5 separate regions of the Sus scrofa genome follow, and regions 2, 3, 4 and 5 are each linked to region 1. Evidence: chromatin contacts called from public Hi-C, HiChIP or PLAC-seq and promoter capture Hi-C data. All regions are on one chromosome and are shown on one strand. Each heading gives the region's core, a stretch centred on a gene start, on an enhancer-like site or on the middle of the called end of the contact. The rest is flanking DNA. Distances are from core to core; before and after follow the strand shown.

The links. Promoter capture Hi-C pulls out the DNA fragments that hold promoters and counts their contacts. Hi-C and Micro-C count contacts between places; a contact is called where the count stands out from the background. HiChIP or PLAC-seq counts read pairs in DNA pulled down with a chosen protein or histone mark.
Region 2: a promoter capture Hi-C map of liver shows a contact between it and region 1, with 7 times the contacts expected there. The contact joins the promoter of ACTR1A here to the promoter of PPRC1 in region 1. A contact is called at or near these places in 1 of 5 promoter capture datasets (liver) and 2 of 2 datasets of contacts at active chromatin or transcription factors (alveolar macrophages and skeletal muscle).
Region 3: a promoter capture Hi-C map of fetal liver shows a contact between it and region 1, with 2.2 times the contacts expected there. The contact joins the promoter of CUEDC2 here to the promoter of PPRC1 in region 1. A contact is called at or near these places in 2 of 5 promoter capture datasets (fetal liver and liver) and 2 of 2 datasets of contacts at active chromatin or transcription factors (alveolar macrophages and skeletal muscle).
Region 4: a Hi-C map of embryonic fibroblasts shows a contact between it and region 1, with 5 times the contacts expected there. The contact joins the promoter of MGEA5 here to the promoter of PPRC1 in region 1. A contact is called at or near these places in 2 of 5 promoter capture datasets (fetal liver and liver), 2 of 47 Hi-C or Micro-C datasets (embryonic fibroblasts and skeletal muscle) and 2 of 2 datasets of contacts at active chromatin or transcription factors (alveolar macrophages and skeletal muscle).
Region 5: an H3K27ac HiChIP or PLAC-seq map of alveolar macrophages shows a contact between it and region 1. The contact joins the promoter of NFKB2 here to the promoter of PPRC1 in region 1. A contact is called at or near these places in 1 of 5 promoter capture datasets (fetal liver), 1 of 47 Hi-C or Micro-C datasets (skeletal muscle) and 2 of 2 datasets of contacts at active chromatin or transcription factors (alveolar macrophages and skeletal muscle).

The regions. Positions count from the first base shown.
Region 1 is chr14:113,134,971-113,138,786 of Sscrofa11.1, reverse strand. PPRC1 (peroxisome proliferator-activated receptor gamma coactivator-related protein 1) reads right to left here and starts at 1,775. Exons shown (of 16, transcript XM_021072738.1): 1 at 1,569-1,775. The coding sequence starts at 1,721.
Region 2 is chr14:113,496,778-113,500,593 of Sscrofa11.1, reverse strand. ACTR1A (alpha-centractin) reads left to right here and starts at 1,800. Exons shown (of 11, transcript XM_001928877.5): 1 at 1,800-1,980. The coding sequence starts at 1,933. It overlaps SUFU (suppressor of fused homolog), which reads right to left and starts at 593. Exons shown (of 14, transcript XM_021072750.1): 1 at 1-593.
Region 3 is chr14:113,441,432-113,445,247 of Sscrofa11.1, reverse strand. CUEDC2 (CUE domain-containing protein 2) reads left to right here and starts at 1,605. Exons shown (of 9, transcript XM_003483550.4): 1 at 1,605-1,762.
Region 4 is chr14:112,849,068-112,852,883 of Sscrofa11.1, reverse strand. It overlaps MGEA5 (protein O-GlcNAcase), which reads left to right and starts at 1,669. Exons shown (of 16, transcript XM_003483548.4): 1 at 1,669-2,306. The coding sequence starts at 2,108.
Region 5 is chr14:113,404,315-113,408,130 of Sscrofa11.1, reverse strand. NFKB2 (nuclear factor NF-kappa-B p100 subunit) reads right to left here and starts at 1,719. Exons shown (of 23, transcript XM_021072746.1): 1 at 1,598-1,719; 2 at 242-339. The coding sequence starts at 262. It overlaps LOC106506113 (a long non-coding RNA gene), which reads left to right and starts at 700. Exons shown (of 3, transcript XR_001301171.2): 1 at 700-1,222.

The sequences.
Region 1 (3,816 bases), core at 526-3,025:
CCCAAACGACCACCTAACTTGGATTAGAGCTGGATCATGGATCCTTCCTGCCTCTCCTCAAAGAGTGGGCAGCACCAGCTCCACAAGATGTGGCCTCTGAGAAAGGAAGAGTAAAGGGGGGTAGGCAGCTTCCAAGTTAGAGCCCCAGAAGCCATTCACCCCAAGGCAAGGGCCTGGATTGGTCTACCAGAAATGACATTACCTGGCAGCTTGCAGCCCAACTCCCATCTAGAGAGAGAGAGAGAGGAGAGAAAAAAAACTTTCAAGGACTCAGCTTAATTGCTTAAGAGAGATAACAGCTCTAAGTCTTGCCCACCTCCACTCTGGGTGGGAACCTTTAAGAAGTGCTGTTAAAAAGTGGGACGATAACACTTTTAAGAACTGGAGGCCAAGAAAAGAGAATGTGACTTCTCCCCATTCAATAAACATTCAACTAGTGTGAACTGTTCTCAAATCCCCTCCAAGTTTTGCTTTCCCCAGGAAAAATTCCAGAGACGCTTAACAGACCATTTCAATATGTATGTGTCAAGGCACAGGAGCAGGCCTTAGCTGCCTCCCCAAGAGATGCTGGAGGAAGAAGTAAGGGAAGGAGAGAGGATTCTTTCCCTTACTTCAGCCTGTCCCATGTAAATGTTGACACTCCTCATGCCCCTTAAATCACGACTGAGACAGGACTGCAGGCAATCAAAATGCCAGTGCCCATGACTCACAACCCACCCCAAGCCGGTCAGGCAGAAGCCGCCCCAAGCTCACTCCACGGCCCTCCAAACTCAACCCTCTACCCTCCCTAACACACTCCGCCCTCCGCAAGAAACTACCCAAGGACTACCCGCACATCTGGAAAGTCCTTCACCATCCGCACATCAGGCAACCCATACCAAAGCAAAAGGAAAAAAAAAACTGCTCCAAGGCTCTAGGCAACGTTGATTCTAGAAACCCCTACCTTCCTTCCCAGCCTGGGGTCCCCAGTCCCGACAGGAGATGGCGGGACTGACCGAGACACACCCAGTTCCCGGCAGTGCGGCTCCAGCGCAGATACTAGATGCCCGGCAGCCGGGAGCGGGAGCCACGTGGACATCCCTTCCCCGCCCCCACGTGGACCCGCTGCCGGCGCCCCCCCCCCCCGTCTAACCCACGTGGGTGTCGGGGCCGCCTCGAGGGGGAGGGGTAGCAGACAAGTTCTCCCGGGAAAATCGCTCCCCCCACCCCACGTGGCTCCGAAAGGTACTGCGGCGCTGGGCTGAGGGCACCCCCACTAAGGATCCCAAGAAGGAGGTCTTACTCTATGACTCCAAGTACGAATCCTTGACCTCCCCCCCACCACCACGGGCCATGTTTCCGACACCCGGCTCTGCCCCTCTGGCGTTCCGGAGGAATGGCCTTAAGGACCCTGCCTCTGTCCGCATCCTCCCAGCAGACCCAGGTCTGCTCGGTCCGACCCGTCTCCTGTAGCGAGCGACCCGGCATCGACTCCCGAACGCTTCTTCCCTTTTCCTGTGGCGTCCACGTGTCACCGCCCGGCACACGCCGCTCTGCTGCCAGCCCCGGGCCGCCCGCCAGTCTCTCACCTGCTCCCCGCTGCTCACAGCACCCACAGTGCCATACGGCGCTTGGCTCCGACTCCCCCAACCGCTGCTGCGTACCCCACCGCCAGGGTCGGGGCCGGGGCCCCCACTCGGAGGCGGCGCGACTCCGTCTCTCCGTGCCCGGCGCGCCGCCATCTTGGCCCCTGAACACCCAGCGCAGCTCTGATTGCCGGCGCCGCCTCGCCCAGCCGATTGTGGGAAGGGAACTACAACTCCCGAGAGACACTGCAAGACTACGAATCCCAGAAGACCGAGCGGGGATACCGGCTTGCACAGAGGAAGAGGGCACTAGCCTCGCGAGGGAGCCTGGGAGTAGTAGTCGCCTTCAGCAGAAGTCCAAGTGGCACGTGCTATAGGCATACTGTATAGTTTTGTATTGCGCGGAGAGACCTGGTGGGGAGCGGGAGGTAATAATAGAACTAATATGTGCACATCTTATTTTCCTTACATGTCCAAATGTCGGAATGCCTTTTTTGGTCTGACGTTTTACCTGCTGTTCATTCCGTTTCACCTTAGTCGAAGTGGGCCTGTGTTTTGAAACAGCACCCCCTCGTGGGCACCCAAATGCCAGGAGCTAAATCTCATCTTATACACTGCTGCAGTATTGGGAGTTTAACCTTAAACTTCTCTCAGAGCTACCCTCAGAGTAGCTTCTCTTAGAGATACTCAGAAATTCACGTTGACTTTCATTACAAATTTTCTTCCTGCTGCTGCAGATCATCTTGCTGTCCTCCAAGGCAACAGATATTCTCTTGCCTTGTTTTCCTGTCTGGAATACTTGAATCTTGAAATATCTTTGATGCCCTATTTTATCCGGGAAAGCCTTTTTGGTCATCCCAGCCAACCGTGATACCTCTTTGTATATCTGCAGTCCATCATTTTTTTTTTTTTTTGTCTTTTTGCTATTTCTTTGGGCCACTTCCGCGGCATATGGAAGTTCCCAGGCTAGGGGTCCACATCAGAGCTACGGTTGCCGGCCTATGCCAGAGCCACAGCAATGTGGGATCCGAGCCGCGTCTGTGACCTACACCACAGCTAACGGCAACGCCAGATCGTTAACCCACTGAGCAAGGGCAGGGACCGAACCCGCAACCTCATGGTTCCATGTCGGATTTGTTAACCACTGCGCCACGACGGGAACTCCATCATTATATTTTTTTTTAAAGTTTTGTATTACAGACGTTTTTAAAAACCATGTCAAAGAGTATAAAACTATTTAAGTATGAAATATACTTGGCCTGGAGTTCCCTGTGGTGGCACAGCGGAAACAAATCCAACTAGGAACCATGAGGTTGCAGGTTCGGATCCCGCGTTGCTGTGGCTCTGGCGTAGGCCGGCGGCTACAGCTCCGATTGGACCCCTAGCCTGGGAACCTCCATGTGCTGCGGGAGCGGCCCAAGAAATGGCAAAAAGACAAAAAAAAAAAAAAAAGTATTGAGGTATAGTTGATTTATATTGTTAATTTCTGCTGTATGACAAAGTGACTCAGTTATACATAATAGTTTTTCGTATTCTTTCCCATTATGGTTTATCACAGGATATTGAGTATAGTTCCCTGTGCTATACAGTATTTATCCATCACATATATAAGACTTTGCATCTGCTAATTCCAAACTCTCAATCTTCCTCTCCCCCACCCACCTTCCCCTTTGGCAACCACAAGTCTGTTCTCTGTATCTGTAAGTCTGATTTTGTTTCATAAATATGTTGATTTGTGTCTTTTTTTTTTTTTTTTTTTTTGCTTTTTGCTTTTAGGGCCGCACTTGTGGCGTATGGAAGTTCTCAGGCTAGGGATCGAATTGGAGCTACAGCTTTGGGCCTACACCACAGCCACAGCAATGCTCGATCCGAGCCCAGTCTGTGAACTGCATCACAGCTCACGGCAATGCTAGATCCCCAACCCACAATCGAGGCTTGGGATCAAATTGGAGCCACAGCTGTCAGCCTATGCCATAGCAACTGAGGATCCAAGCCTTGTCTGTGACCTACACCACAGTTCACAGAAACACCAGATGCCTGACCCGCTGAGCAAGGCCAGGGATCCAACCCACATCCTCATGGATACCAGTCAGATTCATTTCCCCTGCACCACATCAAGAACTCTGGTATTTATTTTTTTCTGAGTTCACTTAGTATGATAACCTCTGGGTCCATCTCTGTTAGTGCAAATGGCATTATTTCACTCTTTTATGACTGAGTGGTATTCCATTGTGTGTGTGTGTGTGTGTGT
Region 2 (3,816 bases), core at 551-3,050, 360 kb before region 1:
ATCTTTGCCAGTCACAGGTGGGAAAGGCGTGACTTGACAATAGGTCCCGCCTCCCTCTCCCTGTTTAAGGGGTGTCCCGAAGCTCTTGGCCTCCCCTAGTGTTAGGAGGAACTCAGGTTTAAATAGAGATGCTGGCGCGTCTTTCTGAGGTGCTAGGGTCGCACCAAAGCGCTGGGAAGTGCGTGGGTAAAGGGCTTGTAATTGTTCTGCGGTCACTCTAAGAAGGATTGTTAAACAAATCTGGCAATGGATTGATTCATTCGTTCGTGTAGCATTAGTTTTAACAGTAAAAATCTGAATGTTTCCTACCGTCTTTGAATGTCCATTGACCAGATTGACACCAACACCGCCAAACTCGAGGGTCATATGTTGAAATATCTATTTTGAATTTCTGCTAGAAAGTAACAGGACTTAGATAAATTAGGATCGATTAAATATCCTGACTAAAGGGTCAGGACTATTAACTAAAGGGTCCTTGCAACTTGAAGGGCGGGAGGAAATACTCTAGACACTGGGCTCAATTAGAAAGCAGTGATGGAGTTCCCGTCGTGGCTCACTGGTTAACGAGCCCGACTAGTATCCATGAGGACTCGGGTTCGATCCCTGACCTTGGTCAGTGGGTTAAGGATCTGGTGTTGCCGTGAGCTGTGGCGTAGATCACAGACTGGGCTCGGATCCTGGGTTGCTGTGGCTGTGAAATAGGCTGGCAGCTACAGCTCCAATTCAACCCCCAGCCTGGGAACGTTCACATGCCGCGAGTGCGGCGCTGAAAAGACCAAAAAAAAAAAAAAGAAAGGAAGAAAAAAATAGAACCTCTTTTCGCTTCCATTTTCTCATTCATCAATGTGAATCCTTATGAAAATTAAAGATATGCTAGAGCAGTTCCTGAAGCTGGAAGATGAACGTCGTTTTAATGGCCAAAATATCATCTATACCAGTAGCGCCAAATGCCAGTCTTTAGATCAATGTTAGCATGTTGCATTACAACTATCCAGGAAAAAAATGCAAAAATCAACAAAAATGTTCTTTTACCGCAAAAGCAAATTTTATGTAATTTAAACTACTTTCCTCTATTCTCTGAATATGTTCCTCCCTGTGTATTTGTGTGTATTAGAAGTTACTTTTATTAGAGTGCTATAGTGATATATGTTTGTTTTTTTTTTTTTTTTTTTTTTTTTTTTTGGCTTTTTTTTTGTTGTTGTTGTTGCTATTTCTTGGGCCGCTCCCGCGGCATATGGAGGTTCCCAGGCTAGGGGTCCAATCAGAGCTGTAGCCACCGGCCTACGCCAGAGCCACAGCAACGCGGGATCCGAGCCGCGTCTGCGACCTACACCACAGCTCACGGCAACGCTGGATCGTTAACCCACTGAGCAAGGGCAGGGATCGAACCCGCAACCTCATGGTTCCTAGTCGGATTCGTTAACCACTGCGCCACGATGGGAACTCCATGATATATGTTTGTTAATGTCTTATAGACCCATATAAAAATATGGCAACCTTACGTTGTCCAGGGGAAGTGGTGGAGAGTGGCAGGACTGATCTGTAAAAGCCAAACATCCACAAGTTACTGATCAATCCAAACCGAACTACAGACAAATACTACATACTTCAGGAGGCACTGGGAATCCCTCCCAATGGACTACAGATTCTGGTAGGCAATGCAATCAGCGTCCCTTTCTATTTAATCTATAGAGACTACAAAGCCCAACACACCGTGCGCCGGAAACGCGATGCCGTGTCACTTACACTAGGCGGGGCTCCGAAGCAGCTAAATACAATGCAGAGCCTTCTGGGTATTGTAGTTCTTCGAAAGCGAGGTCGGGCCGCTCCCTGGCCGTCCGGTACTGGAGGCCAGACTGCGCATGCGTTTCAGTGGCGTTAGCGGCAGACCGGTCTGGCAGTTCCTTCCTCGGAAGGAGAGATTCCTCTGCCATGGAGTCCTACGATGTGATCGCCAACCAGCCTGTCGTGATCGACAACGTGAGTTGCATCCCCCTAGAGGGACTTATGCTCTCCTCCTCGAAGGGATCGCTTCCCGGGTTTCAGCCTGGGCCGCCGGTTCTTTGTCACTGGCCCGGCCTGTCAGGCGGGTTCAGCCGCCGCCGCCTCCTTCCTCCCCCGACCCGTAATCCACAGGCAGGGCGGGCCAGCCGGCCATCAAGCATGGGATGGAGAACCCTGGGATGGATAAAGGGAAGGGTTATAGTCCGAGCCGGGTCCTTGGGCCCCTGGCTAGAGGGGCCTTAACCTCTCTGTGAGAGCCCGGCGTCCGCCCCGTCCCAGCTTCCGATAACTCTATAGGCTGTTCTGGCTGTCCATCTTGGCCAATGACCCCGCCTCTGGGCCTTGCCGGATGAGGGCAGCCCTCTGCAGTGATTGGCTCGCTCTCCTGCCTTTCTTCCCGGCCGCCATAGTATTTCCCCCCTTTAAGGGGCGGGGCGGCGCTCGAGGGCCGTGGGGATTGGTTTCGGGGCCTCGGAGTGGTGGGGCCTGACCCGCTAGGGCCCGCCCGGGAGTGGAGAAGGGCTAAGCTTCCTTCGGTCCCCAGACGGGCCCGCGGCTTGGCGGTATGTTTGGGTGGGGCTCGAATGTGTGGTGCCAGAAATGGCCTTAGGATTTCAGTTATTTCTGTGATTTTAAATTACAACGTTAATAAATGTTGAGAAGAAAGGGGAGTGACAAAGCAAGTAGGGGGTTACCTTTCTCTTCGAAACGCCTAGTTGCTGTGGAAAAAAAAATAACTAAACGTATTTGCCAGGCGCTGTAGCGCTTACACAGGGGTTTCACATGCATTCAAATTGGATCCTCACCAATTTGAGGTGGATAGTTAAAGCAGGACGTTTGATCCTCGTTTTACGAATGAGAAAACTGAAGCGCGAAGAGGTGAAGTGAGCCCAAGGTCGCACAGTAGTGGTGCCCTAAATCCAGTGCTTTATCCGCTATTCTTCTTGCTAGTACCCATGCAGGTGCATCAATAGTGACAAATGGAAAGAATCTAAATACTGCTCTTATTTTTGGCGGAGAGAAGCAGTTGTATAAAACTGAATTTCTGTCTTTCCACGGAAAGGTTGGGTTGATACCTTTCTGTTCCTCTTCTAAGTCCCTCCATTGAGGCACAATTGCCAGTTTCCTTTGTCCTAAGCTGACTGTCACATTCACTCTGCTGATTCAGCCCTTGGGATCTTTGGCACGTTGCAAGGTCCTTTAACTTGCATCATCTTTTGTGTGTGTGTCTTTTTAGGGCCGACCTGCGGCAGATGGAGGTTCCTAGGCTAGTGGCTGAATAGGAGCTGTAGCTGCTGGCCTACACCACAGCCATGACAATGCTGGGATCAGAGCTGCATCTGCGACCTACACCACAGCTCACGCAAGCCGGATCCTTAACCCACTGAGCCAGGCCAGGGATCCAACCTGCATCCTCATGGATGCTATTCAGATTCGTTTTCCCTAGACAGGAACTCCTGAATCTTCTTTAGGCTTCAACTCTGATAGGTAGTTAGGGCTTACTAGTCCCAATTGAAATATGAAGAAAAATGAGGCTTGGGGAGGTTAAATAACAAACAGTATTCAAACCAGCTGGGTTATGAGTTGAGGTGCCAAGACTCAGATTAAGACTGGGTTCTAAATTCCTCATTTTTTCCAATGAAAGATGCTTTTTGGTTAGTTAGCTTTCCTTCTCTTTAGGAAGGAGGTTGAGCTCAGTGAGAGACCTCATTTTAGGGAGGATTTTTGTTTGTTTCCTTCACCAGACTATGAATTGATCGATTTGTTGGTATAATTGATTTATTGGTTTCCCAGAGAAATAAGTCTATTCCT
Region 3 (3,816 bases), core at 356-2,855, 310 kb before region 1:
TACCCTTGCTGCACAGAGTTGAGACCCTTCCCCCAGAGTTTGAGCTGGGAATTGAGGGCCCCCCCCAAGAGGTCCTTCCCATCATCCTTCCCAGAAAGGAAAGCTCAGGAAGGTCTTTCCAATGATAATATGTAGCTACATCCAAATGCCATTCAAGAGACAGAAGGTGGGGGAGGGAAAGGTACAGTCAGCCTCAGGGATGGCCACAAGGGTCTTGGGCCAGGACTAGGGACAACTCTATTGAGGAAACCTGAAAATTCCCGTAATGGGGATGGTAGGGAGAGAAGAGTCATCAGTGTTGTGCAATGAAGGGGAAGCGGGGGATGGGAGCTGGGGGAGGGGAAGAATGGCCACATCTATAGAGGGCTGGCAGCTACCCATCACCCCCTTCCCAGGGGCCTGCTTGGCTAGAGTTCAAAGTGGTTGTCACCCGACCCTTCATTAACCCCCGCAGTGCCAGGCTGGCAGCAGCAGCGCTTTTATGGGAGACATGAGGCCAAAGGTGCTCCCTCCTTCCTTCCTGCCTCCCCTTTCCTGCCTCTCTCCCCAGCAACCAACATCTTGCTGACTTTGAGGCCAGAGGATCCTGCGGGGAGGTGGGAGATTGCAGTGAGGAGCAGGACTGGAAGAGGAGCAGTGATCTCTTTTTTCTCCATGCTTTGGCACCACCTCTGTCCTTAGGGAAGAGAGAATGGGACTTTTTACCTTGGACTGTGAGCTCCTGAGGGTAAGAACAGTCTCTGGGTCGCCAGTACCCCACAAGGGGACTAGCCCTGAAAAAGAACTCATCCCTGCTGATTGGTGATGCACTAGTTTATCCTTGAAGGGAACTCACCCTCATGACCACTGAAGGGTTCCTGAGAGAGAAGGCTGTGGGCTTCCCCATAGGGTAGCACAGTGAAGCTGTGGCAGCAGGAGCAGAAAGAGGAAGCTGAGGCCTTACCGGGTACTGGCGTTCAGCTGTCCTGTGCTATATGAGAAGCCCAGCCAACAGAGGCATGAAGGCACTGGGGGTGGGCATGGCCTGCAGGCTACCCTGGATCTGGGCTCAGGTGGATCCTCACTCAGAGCACCTCCTCACCCCTTTCCAAAACAGGCTCCTAGCCCTGAAGACACCCTAACCTTGGGGAGACATCGCTGTTAAGGGAATGCAAAGGAGACAGATATGGTGGGGAAGTCAGGACCTAGGAGTCGATGGGTGACAGGGCTTGAACCTGGACTGGACACGAAAGGGGAGAGACCCTGGGATTTGGGGAAGAACACCAGGTCTAGGTGCAGGGCCACCAGAACCAACCGGGAAGCCACGAGTCTTTCCATGGGTGGAAGGACGGGAGAGACAAAGAGAAGGGTGGTGGTGGGGTAGCTATAGGACTTGAGGGCGGAGACTTGGGGGCGAGGAAATACTGCAGATGGGAAGACACTGGGTGGGGTCAAAATGTTCTCCATCTCCCGCCGCTGACAAGGAAGTAGGCGCGGATTCAATCAGTCGCTGAGACTCCACCCACTGGCGGGACCTCCACGCTTAGCTCCTCCCTACCCTCAACAAAAATGGTCGCCGCAGGAGCCCGTCCAAATTCGTGAGACAAATGAAAGGGAGTGCAGAAGCTCCGCCCAGTTGTGGGCAATGCCCTTCTTAAAAATGGCTACCACAGCGCTAGTGTAAAAACACCGCTCTGGGCCCCGCCTTTGATCTCGTTGGTGGGGCTGGGGGATGAGAGCTGCATCGTGCGGGACAAGTCGCCGGCGGCGCCCGACGGAGCAGGTGATTTCCCCTCCAGGCCCCAACCCAGGGCTAGGAGAGTCTCGGAGAGCATTGACCCAGGGTACCTGTCCGGTGTGTCTCCCCACGGTACCCCCGGGGACCGCCGGACCCCCATCTCTGATTCTCGCTGTGGCCTGTATCAAGGCACATCCCAGCTTGCTCGGGCCTCCCTCCTCATATGTCCCCAGGGCCTCAACCGCATCCCATTGCCCTCGGGTCCGCTATTCTGGACCCTTACGGGTACACTGCTCTCTTGTTTAGGGAGCTCTTGCTTCAGGGGTCGGCCATCATCCCACTTCCTGTACTGCAGCCTGACTTTGAATACCGGAATCCCTTGTATACCCCTTGGTGTCCTTGGCACCTCTAAGACCTAACTTGAGAGTCAGGAGATGTCGTCTGGAACCTGTGTTATGAGACTAGGACCCCAGGAGCTGGGTTTCACAGGGGCTGGGAAAAGCAGTGAAGACCTCGTTTCTAGACCCTCTGAATGCCCCAGGACTTCTTCCACGCTGCTTCCAGGACTCCTCCTACCAAACCGCCTTGTGCTCTCCCTCCACCTTGGGCACCTCCCCACCCCAAGGGAACAGTATGGTACTCCTTCCCCTAGTCTAACTTCATTTTGCCCAAGGGTTCTATTTGGAGCATCTGGAGAGTCCAGGCCTGTGCCTGGTCCTGGGGATGTTCTCAGGCAATGAGGATAGGGCAGTAGGGTTGACTGCAGGGAGGAAGTGAGTCCTGCCGAGTGAGAGGCAAAGGGAAAGACATTCTGAGTGGGGAGAAAGAACAGATTCTTGAGGTAGGCAAGAGGGCCAGACAAGCAGGAGAGAAAGATCAGAATATAGGCTGAGGAGAGACCGTTTGCATTGAGAGGTGGTGTAGTATAGTGGTTAACAAGGAGGGTTCTGCCTTGGTATAACTCTGCCATTAACTTACTTTGTGACCCTCAGTGCCTCTGTTTCTTTTTGTGTAAATGGGATAATATGATATATTACTATCTAAATTTTAGGGTAATTGTGAGGATTAGGTGTTAATACATGTAAAGTGCATAGAACAATCCCTGGCAGATTGTAAAGAGTTGATAAATACTAAATATTACTACCATCATCAGAGGTGTTTAAACAGGACTCATGACAGGATGACAGACACATTTCACATGTGCCACTAACCAGAGAATCGTGATTTGGAGGCCCCGGGGTTCTGTGGTCCATATTTAGAATTTGAAAAATCTCATTGGGGAGCTCCCCTCATGGTGCAGTGGAAATGAATCCTACTAGGAACCATGAAGTTGCGGGTTCGATCCCTGGCCTTGCTCAGTGGGTTAAGGATCCGGTGTTGCCGTGAACTGTGGTGTAGCTCGCAGACGTGGCTCAGATCTGGTGTTGCTGTGGCTCTGGCATAGGCTGGCGGCTACAGCTCTGATTCGACCCCTAGCCTGGGAGCCTCCATATGCCTCAGGTGCGGCCCTAAGAAGACAAAAGACAAAAAAAAAAAAAAAAAAAAAACCTTACTGAAATCATTTTCAGAGTTCCCTGGTGACTCAGGGGGTTAAGGTTCCAGCATTATCACTGCTGTGGCTCTGGTTAACAGCTGTGGCATAGGTTCATTCCCTGGCCTGGTAATTTCCGTATGCCAAAAAAAAAAAAAAAAATCAGGTTCTTACCCTGGAGAATCCTGGCTGCTTAGGCTGTAGCTTCCCCTACTCGGGGACTATGGGGGAGAAATATTAGAAGAAGCCTCTGGGTAGGAAAGGAATGCTGAGGAGGCCTAGGGGGATGGAGAAAAAGGAAAAATGGCAAGCTTGGAAGACTGGGTAAAGTTTGGGGAGCCCAAGAACAGGAGGAAAGGGGATATTATTTCCTTAGAAAACAAGCTAGAGCAAAAGCTCAGGGCAGGAAGACCTTTTATTGGGGCACAGTGAGGTGTTTCCCAATAAAAATGCACTGGCCCTCAGACCTTGGTTAGAAACCTAGGGGTATTGGACACAGCCTTGAGAGCTGCTCTCCTAGAAACTGGGATTTCATGCAGCATCACTGGGCCTTTGTCTCAACAGAGGA
Region 4 (3,816 bases), core at 420-2,919, 290 kb after region 1:
AGAGAGAGCAGAACCCTATCTCATTCATTCCACAAATATTTATCATAGGCCTACTAAGCTCTGGTTCCTCTTTGTGAGAGCAGGACCCTATCTCATCCATTGCACAAGTATTTATCATAGGCCTACTAAGCTCTGGTTCCTGTTGTAGGTGCTGGGGGGTAGACGTGTGGTACAGAGAGAGAGTGTGTGGCCAGAACTGCCCTTGAAAGTTTGAGAAGGTATGCTCAGGTCATAGACCCCAGAGTGTGGACTATGGAGAGTAGATAAAGTTGTGGATGATGACTTGCTAGCAGTTGCCATAGTGTGAGATGTGAAGCAAAGAGGAAGGTGTCATGAGACTGAGGGAGGTGGGGTGAGCTAGAATGATAATTTCCAGATCCCCCAAAGGACCATTATATCCAGTGAAGTTACTATGGCCCCAAGGTGTCATCACAGGAGATCCCCTGAGAAAATGTTTGCTCCTAACCTCCATCTCAACACTTTAGGAAGAAAAAGAAGAGAGACTGTAAGACTCTGTGGAGCTACAAGTTGGGCTACCCCTGGAGGAGTCTAGCGTGAGACTGAAGTATAAGATGAACAATAATACCAAGTCTTAATAATCAGATCGAGAGCTTATTTCACATTTATACCTCGCATGTTGCTGCAGCTCTCTCAAATCAAGTGCATTATGACGGAACCAAAGGGAGCTGAGAAATATAGCAAGGGGACCCAAGCCCACTGAGGGTTGAGGGAAGGCTTTCCCAAGGAAACGATGTTTATACTGAGGCCCAAGGGCCCTCACTTCTCCCTTACACACACTCCACACTCCCCATTTCCCAAAGGGCCAGGCCTTTTTCCCCCTCCCTACACTTGTACTCTCTTCCACATGCCTAGAGTGCCCTTTTCTCTTCTCTTCACCCCAACTCGGTCTGGCTAACTCCTATTTATCCTTTTTGACCCAGCTCAAAAGTGAAGCCATGGCCACTGCCTCTCCCCAAAAGGAAGATGAAATTGGTCTCTTCTCGGAGTTTCCACATCACTTGGGTACAACGTGTGGAGACAGTGTGTGTACTCGTTTGCCTGTACCACCAAATTGTGAGCTCACAGGAGCCCAAGAGGCCAGCATGAGGCAAGCTCAATTGGTGTCTGCCGAATGAAGGAATGAACGAATGATCTAATTTTTAAAAGGGGTCAGTGCCAACCTGAAGGGGGAAATGTTTCAAGGCAGAGGGGTGAGCTGAGCTTCTTGGAGTGCTGTCTTCACAAAACCGAGTCTGGGTCGGGTTGATGTAATGAGCCAACTCATTAGAAGAATATCTGTAGAAAATAGGTCAGTTTCTTTCTATCTCTTTAAGAACCAGAGGCTTCGTTTCCGCGCCTGCGCATTGAGAGAGTAAACACTTTTTTTTTTTTTTTCCACCTTCTTCCCCCACCCCCGCCCCGCCCTGGTCTTATTGCCCCGACCGGGTGCAGCCTCCTCCCATACTCCCCTTCTTCGGGTGGGGTAATGGTCCGTTCCAGGGCGCCTGGCTCGTTCTGGAGGGTGGCTAGCCTAAATGGTACATTCCACTACCTTCATTACCTTCTGCTTTTGGTGTCTTTTCTGTTCCACTTCCCCCTACCGAATGGAGCTCAATAGGCTGGCCCAAAAGAAGGAGGGGGATCCGGGCTGAAGGGACCGGTCTGAGCCGGTCTCCAGCGCAGGCGCAGTGCGGATAAACAGGAAGCGGGTGGTATAGGCGGCGGCAGAGGAGACACAGGGGCTTCGGGAGGAGGTAGCGAAAGAACTAGGATTATCCGAAGGGCGTCGGAAGCTAACTGAGAACGAGAAAAGGGGCCTTGGTCCAGGGAACGAGAGGTCGCGGCTTCGTTCTCCGCTTAGGTTTCCGACTCGCCAGTTTAGGCTGAGGCAGCGGCTGACAAAGGGCTCGCGCTGGTGCCGCCGCCCTTCTCATCCGGGCATTCGGGTCTCTGCGGAGAGGGAGGGGGAAGGGCAGAGGGGGGGAGGGGAAGGAACCGGAGGGGCGCGCGCTTGGAGCCGAGGCCCTCTGTAGGGCTCCGGGCCGGCGGCCCAACGGACGGAGGCCGAGGAGGACCTGCAGAGGTGGCGGCGGCCAGGGGCAGGAGGATGGTGCAGAAGGAGAGCCAGGCGGCGCTGGAGGAACGGGAGAGCGAGCTCAACTCCAATCCTGCCGCCTCCGCGGGGTCATCGTTGGAGCCGCCTGCAGCTCCAGCCCCCGGAGAAGACAATCCAACCGGGGCCGGGGGAGCCGTGGTGGCCGGGGCGGCAGGCGGGGCTCGGAGGTTCCTATGTGGCGTGGTGGAAGGTGAGCGGTCTGGCGCGGGCTGGGCAAGAGCGCCCTTCCTCCCTCTTCGCTCTAGTTCTAACACGTTCTTTTCTCGTGAGGCAGGTGGCGGCAGTGTTTTAGAGGGGGCTCTAAAAGGAGATTATTCTTTGGATCTGAAATGTGACCTTGCTGAAACGAGGGGAGAGGGGAGACGGAGAGCTGGTCTCGGGTTCTCAGGCGGCGTCGAGTTGCCCTCTGGCTATTAACAATTCTGACCCCACCCGCTTTGGGCTTGGAGCCAGGCATGCTCCAACGGAGGCGGCGTAAGGAGCCTAGTCTTAGGCTCTGAGTTATATATACATCTTTGTATCTTGGGATCTTATTCCCTACGATGGTTTGGGTTCACACGGAAAGACGTGTATAGTGTTGCTGTCCCCACCCTTTGGGAAAAAGACTACCCGTACAGGTGTGATAGTTGTCGTGGAGGGAAGAGAAGCACCGTTGGGTTATATAGTTTTACACATTGCTTTTTGGTTAGAGCTTTGCTGGCCAGTCTCTACCCCTCACGCTTTGGAGATTTATTTGCAGCCTAGAAAGCTGCCATTTGCCAGCTGCTGTGCCTTGCCTCTGAAGGATGAAGCTTTGATTTTAATAATATCTGAGATAACAGAATTTTGGTTTAGTGACTGCAGAGGAGATTTAAAATTGCCCTTCTCACCTTATTCCTTTCCATTTCCCTTTAAAAAGAATGATGGACTTTTCTTCGGGGGGGCTGGAGAGAATGAGCAGAAGATTGCATCACAATTTGTGAATGTAATGGACAAATGTTCTGCTCTGCATTCTATGGAAGCATCAATAAGTTTCTTTTTTTTTTTCCCCTGGAGTGCAGCATGTATTTGAATTTAGGAAGTATTTTGTCTGACCCAGTGTTTCCTAGCTGTATACTTTATTAGTTGTCTACTGTATGTAATGGTATGCATAAGAGTAGCACTGTTAAAAAAAAAATGGTCTCTATAAAAACGTGGAAACGGAAAGAAGGTTTGTTTTCTCAGTTGAGAGCTTTGGCATAGAGTGGTGAAAGATGAGTTTGAAAAATGAGTGGTGGTTATGGTATTTCAGATAAAGTTTAATTGTAGGAAAGAGCAGACTAATTTGCATCTATGGTAAGGGATGAAACAGTTCAGTAAAGTTTTAACTGTCTTGCGAAATTTTGGGGAAAACTACTTATGTATTTGACTAGAGTTGGTGTTTATGAAAACATGATTTTTAACTGTTGTCTAACAGCATTGCTTCCTCTTTGTGGTGCCAATTGATGAAACCATGAATCTGACTCTAAAAGAGCAACTTTAGGGCTTCTGAAGATTAAAATGTTGGACAGTTGAAAAAAAATTTAATGTAGAAGCTTTGTAAGTCAACTATATTTAATAATAATAAATGTACAAAAAATAAAATGTTGAAGCACCTCTAAAGGAATGTTCAATGGCTAGCTCCTTAAGAGAAAAATGTTAATGCTAAGGGTTGTGGGAAAGCTATAAAGACTTGTAAAATT
Region 5 (3,816 bases), core at 470-2,969, 270 kb before region 1:
ACTGGGGTAGCATCTGATTCTGAGCCACTCTCGGGGCCCTCCAGCTCTCAGCTCTCCAAGCCCTCCATAATCACTCCTCCTCCCCAGGCCCATAAAAGAAAACTCCTATTGGAAGCAGTTTGCAGACAGAGGTAACTGACAGGCAGGCTGAGATAATCTAAGGACATTACAGGTGCAGGCAGACAAGCAGACAGGCACAGGGGGCAACCGGCCGGCTTTGGGGCCAGGCAAAGTGACTCACTGGGTCGTAGCAACTGTCCATGTCTCTGGGCTAGGCCCAGCTCTGTCCGGTGGCTCCGGCCGGCCGGGTGCTGTTTCCCCGGAGTTTCAGGCGCCCGCCTTAGGTGGGGAGGAGTGGAGGGGTTGGGAGAGAAAGATCAGGACGGGAGTTGGGGGGAAAGGGGGGGCCTGGATTTAGGGGAGGGTCTGATCTCCAGCCACCCGTCCGGGTGTGGCGGGCAAGATCCGGTGGAGGGCAAGATCCGGAGCTGGGCTGGGCCGGGGAAGGGCAGGAAAGTTAGAACAGCTTAGGAAAGTCCCGAAAATACCAGGGGGAGGCGGGGCCGGAGGGGGCGGGCCTGGAAATGACGCACTGGCCACGCCCCCGAGACGGGAGGGGCTCAAGGTCTCAGTTGGCTTGCTAGCGCCCGCAGCGTCTCCGCGAAGTCGAGGGGCTACCAGATGCTGGGAAGGTCCCGCGGGGCTGGGCACCCCTTCCTCCTCCCTCCAGGGCAGGCGCCGGGGACGGGAGGGTCTTTCAAAGCTGGGGGAGGCTCCTAGTACGGGGTCAGGTCCGCCTCCTTCCCTCCCCCGTCCTGGAGCAACCTTGGGATTTTCTACCCCGAGTGAGGCCACGGCTGAATCACCCTGGGGGCTTTTGGGGGGACATTCCTGCAGTAGGAAGGCCTACTCCCCGAAGGCCTGTAGGTGGGGGCTCTTCCCAGTGAGGGGCCCCGGGGCTCTGCCCGGATAACTGGTCTCTGGGGCCCTGGGGCGGGGGAAGGAAAGGGTCTCCTTGGGATGGGCTCCCCTGTTACCCCTCCCGAAAACATCTCAACAGCCGTTAATTCCCACACTGCACCTACTCTGGCTGCCTACGCCCTACGCCCCAGTCCCAAAGCCGTGTGTAATACATGTATGCATCTGCATCATAGGTGTACAAGTGTGTTTCGGCCCATGTGCTTGCGTGTTGTGTGTTCATGGCTTGAACATGCGTATACAGGTGAGTGTCCTTAAACTTCTCAGTGCGGAAACATCTGAGCATGTATGTAAGAGCACAGGTGAACACATCTTCGAGTTTGTGCGTGAAGGGTATGGGTCCAGGCACCTGTGCACGGTGTGCGTGTTTTGCGGGTCCTTGTGTGAGCGAGTCTGCATGGATAGTGCTGTGCACACGCCGGCATATGTGAAGGTGTAACAAACGGCCCGCCTGTCTTTATACAAGGACATCAGTGTGTATGCGTGTATCTTGATCGTGTGCGTGCTCTCTGTGAGTGTGCAGACGCCTCTCTTCAGCCCTTGGGCTCGGTCAGCTAAGGGTCCTCCTCCCGCCCTTCCCCGTGTCCTGCCACCCAGGGGTCTGAACCCGGCCACTCACCGCTGCGGCGGCTCAGGTTCCGGATTCTCTCCCGGCCCGACCCACCCCGGACGGGTCGCGACACCTTTCCAGCTACCAGGACTCCAGCCGGGAAAGCCCCTTTTCCGCCCCAGGAGGGGGGAATTCCCGTGACGTTTCCGTGCGTCACTCCCCATGCCGTTTTTCATTGGCTGAAAGTTTAACTCCGGACTCGAGTAACCAATCGCAAGTGACTCAGGCGCGCCCCTTAGAGGGGAAATATTTGCTCAGCGCGCGAAGCGAGAGTGAGGATGGCCCTCAATCAGGTGTGAGTTTTGTCCTAGGGACCAGCCTGCTGCGGGATCCGCTGACCCAGCGCCATTCCCCAGCCGAGGACCGCGGCTCCGGTCTCCTCTCTTACCCTGGCCTGTCCCAGCCGGCTGGCAGCCCCTGCTGCTACTCAGCTTATGTTGCATCTAATGCTTGGCCACCTCAGAAGCCGGGGAATCCCAAGGGGAAGCTGGAGGGACCCAGCCCTCTGGTCCCTCGCTTCGAGCGGGGGCCCCGCTGCCGGGAAGAGTTAGGGGAAGAGGAAGGAAGTTGATTTGCAGTTGGTGCCAGAGCGCCATCTGGTGGCCGCTCTGGAGCCTCGAGGAGACTCCGTAATCTCAGTCTTCCCTGGAAGAGGCAATCTGGACCTAAAACTTGTTCTATAAAGTTTTTTGTTTTTTGTTTTTTTTTTTTTTGCGGGGTGGGGGGCAAACTTTCAGACCTGATCAGGAGCTCCGCGTTGGGTAAGAGAAACGAGGTGTTTATCTGGGAGACTCAGGCCTTGTTCATCATTCACAGAGATTTGGAATATCAGAATAGAAAAGCCATCCAAAATTAGTTCAAACTTCGCCAGAGTAGAAAATTATCTTTTGTACTGTTTGCAGTGTCTGCTACTCCCTCCTCGTCCATCTTACTGCTTCCTCCCTCCCCCTTGATAACCACAGGTCTGATCTCTATGTCTGTGAGTCTGTTTTTGTTTTGTAGATATTTGCCATATTTTAGATTCCACGTAATTGATGTCATATGGTATTTGTCTTTCTCTTTCTGACTTACTTCACTTAGTATAAGAATTTCTAGTTGCATCCATGTTGCTGCAAATGGTATTATTTCGTTCTCTTTTATGGCTGAGTAGTATTTCATTGTATATATGCACCACATCTTAATCCATCCATGTCGATGGACACTTTGGTTGTTTCCACGTCTTGGCTATTGTGAATAGTACTGCAATGAACCTAGGGGTGCATGTATCTTTTATTTTTTTATATGCATGTATCTTTTTGAATGAAAACTTTGTCTGGATATATGTCCAGGAGTGGGATTGCTGGATCATATGGGAGTTCTGTATTTAGTTTTCTGAGGAACCTCCATACTGTTTTCCATAGTGGTTGTAACAATTTATATTCCTACCAAAGGTGTAGGAGGGTTCCCTTTTCTCCACATCACCTCCAGCATTTACTATTTGTAGACTTATTAATGATGGCCATTCTGACCGGTGTGAGGTGGTACCTCATTGTAGTTTTGATTTACATTTCTCTAATAATTAGCAATGTTGAGCATCTTTTCACATGCCTATTGAAAGACATCCATATGGCTTCTTTGGAGAAATGTCTGTTTAGGTCTTCTGCCCATTTTTCGATTGAGTTTGTTTTGTTTTGTTTTTTGTTATTGAATTGTATGAGCTGTTTGTATATTTTGAAAATTAAGCCATTGTCAATCACATCATTTGCAAATATTTTCTCCCATTCTATGGGTTGTTTTTTCATTTTGTTTATGGTTTCCTTTGCTGTGCAAAAGTTTGTAAGTTTGGTAAGGTCCTATTTCTTTATTTCTGCTTTTATTTCTACTGCCTGGGGATACTGACCTAAGAAAACATTGGTATGGTTTATGTCAGAGAATGTTGTACCTGTGGTCTCTTCTAGGTGTTTTGTGGTGACATGTCTTATGTTTAAGTCTTTTGTTTTTTCTTTTCTAGGGCCACACCTATGGCATATGGAGGTTCCCAGGCTAGGGGTGAAATCGGAGCTGTAGCCGCTGGCCTATGCCACAGCCACAGCAATGCTGGATCTAAGCCACATCTTCGACCTACACCACAGCTCACAGAAATGCCAGATCCTTAACCCACTGAGCAAGGCCAGGGATTGAACCTGTGTCCTCATGGATGCTAGACAGATTCATTTCCTCTGAGCCACGATGGGAACTCCTTATATTTA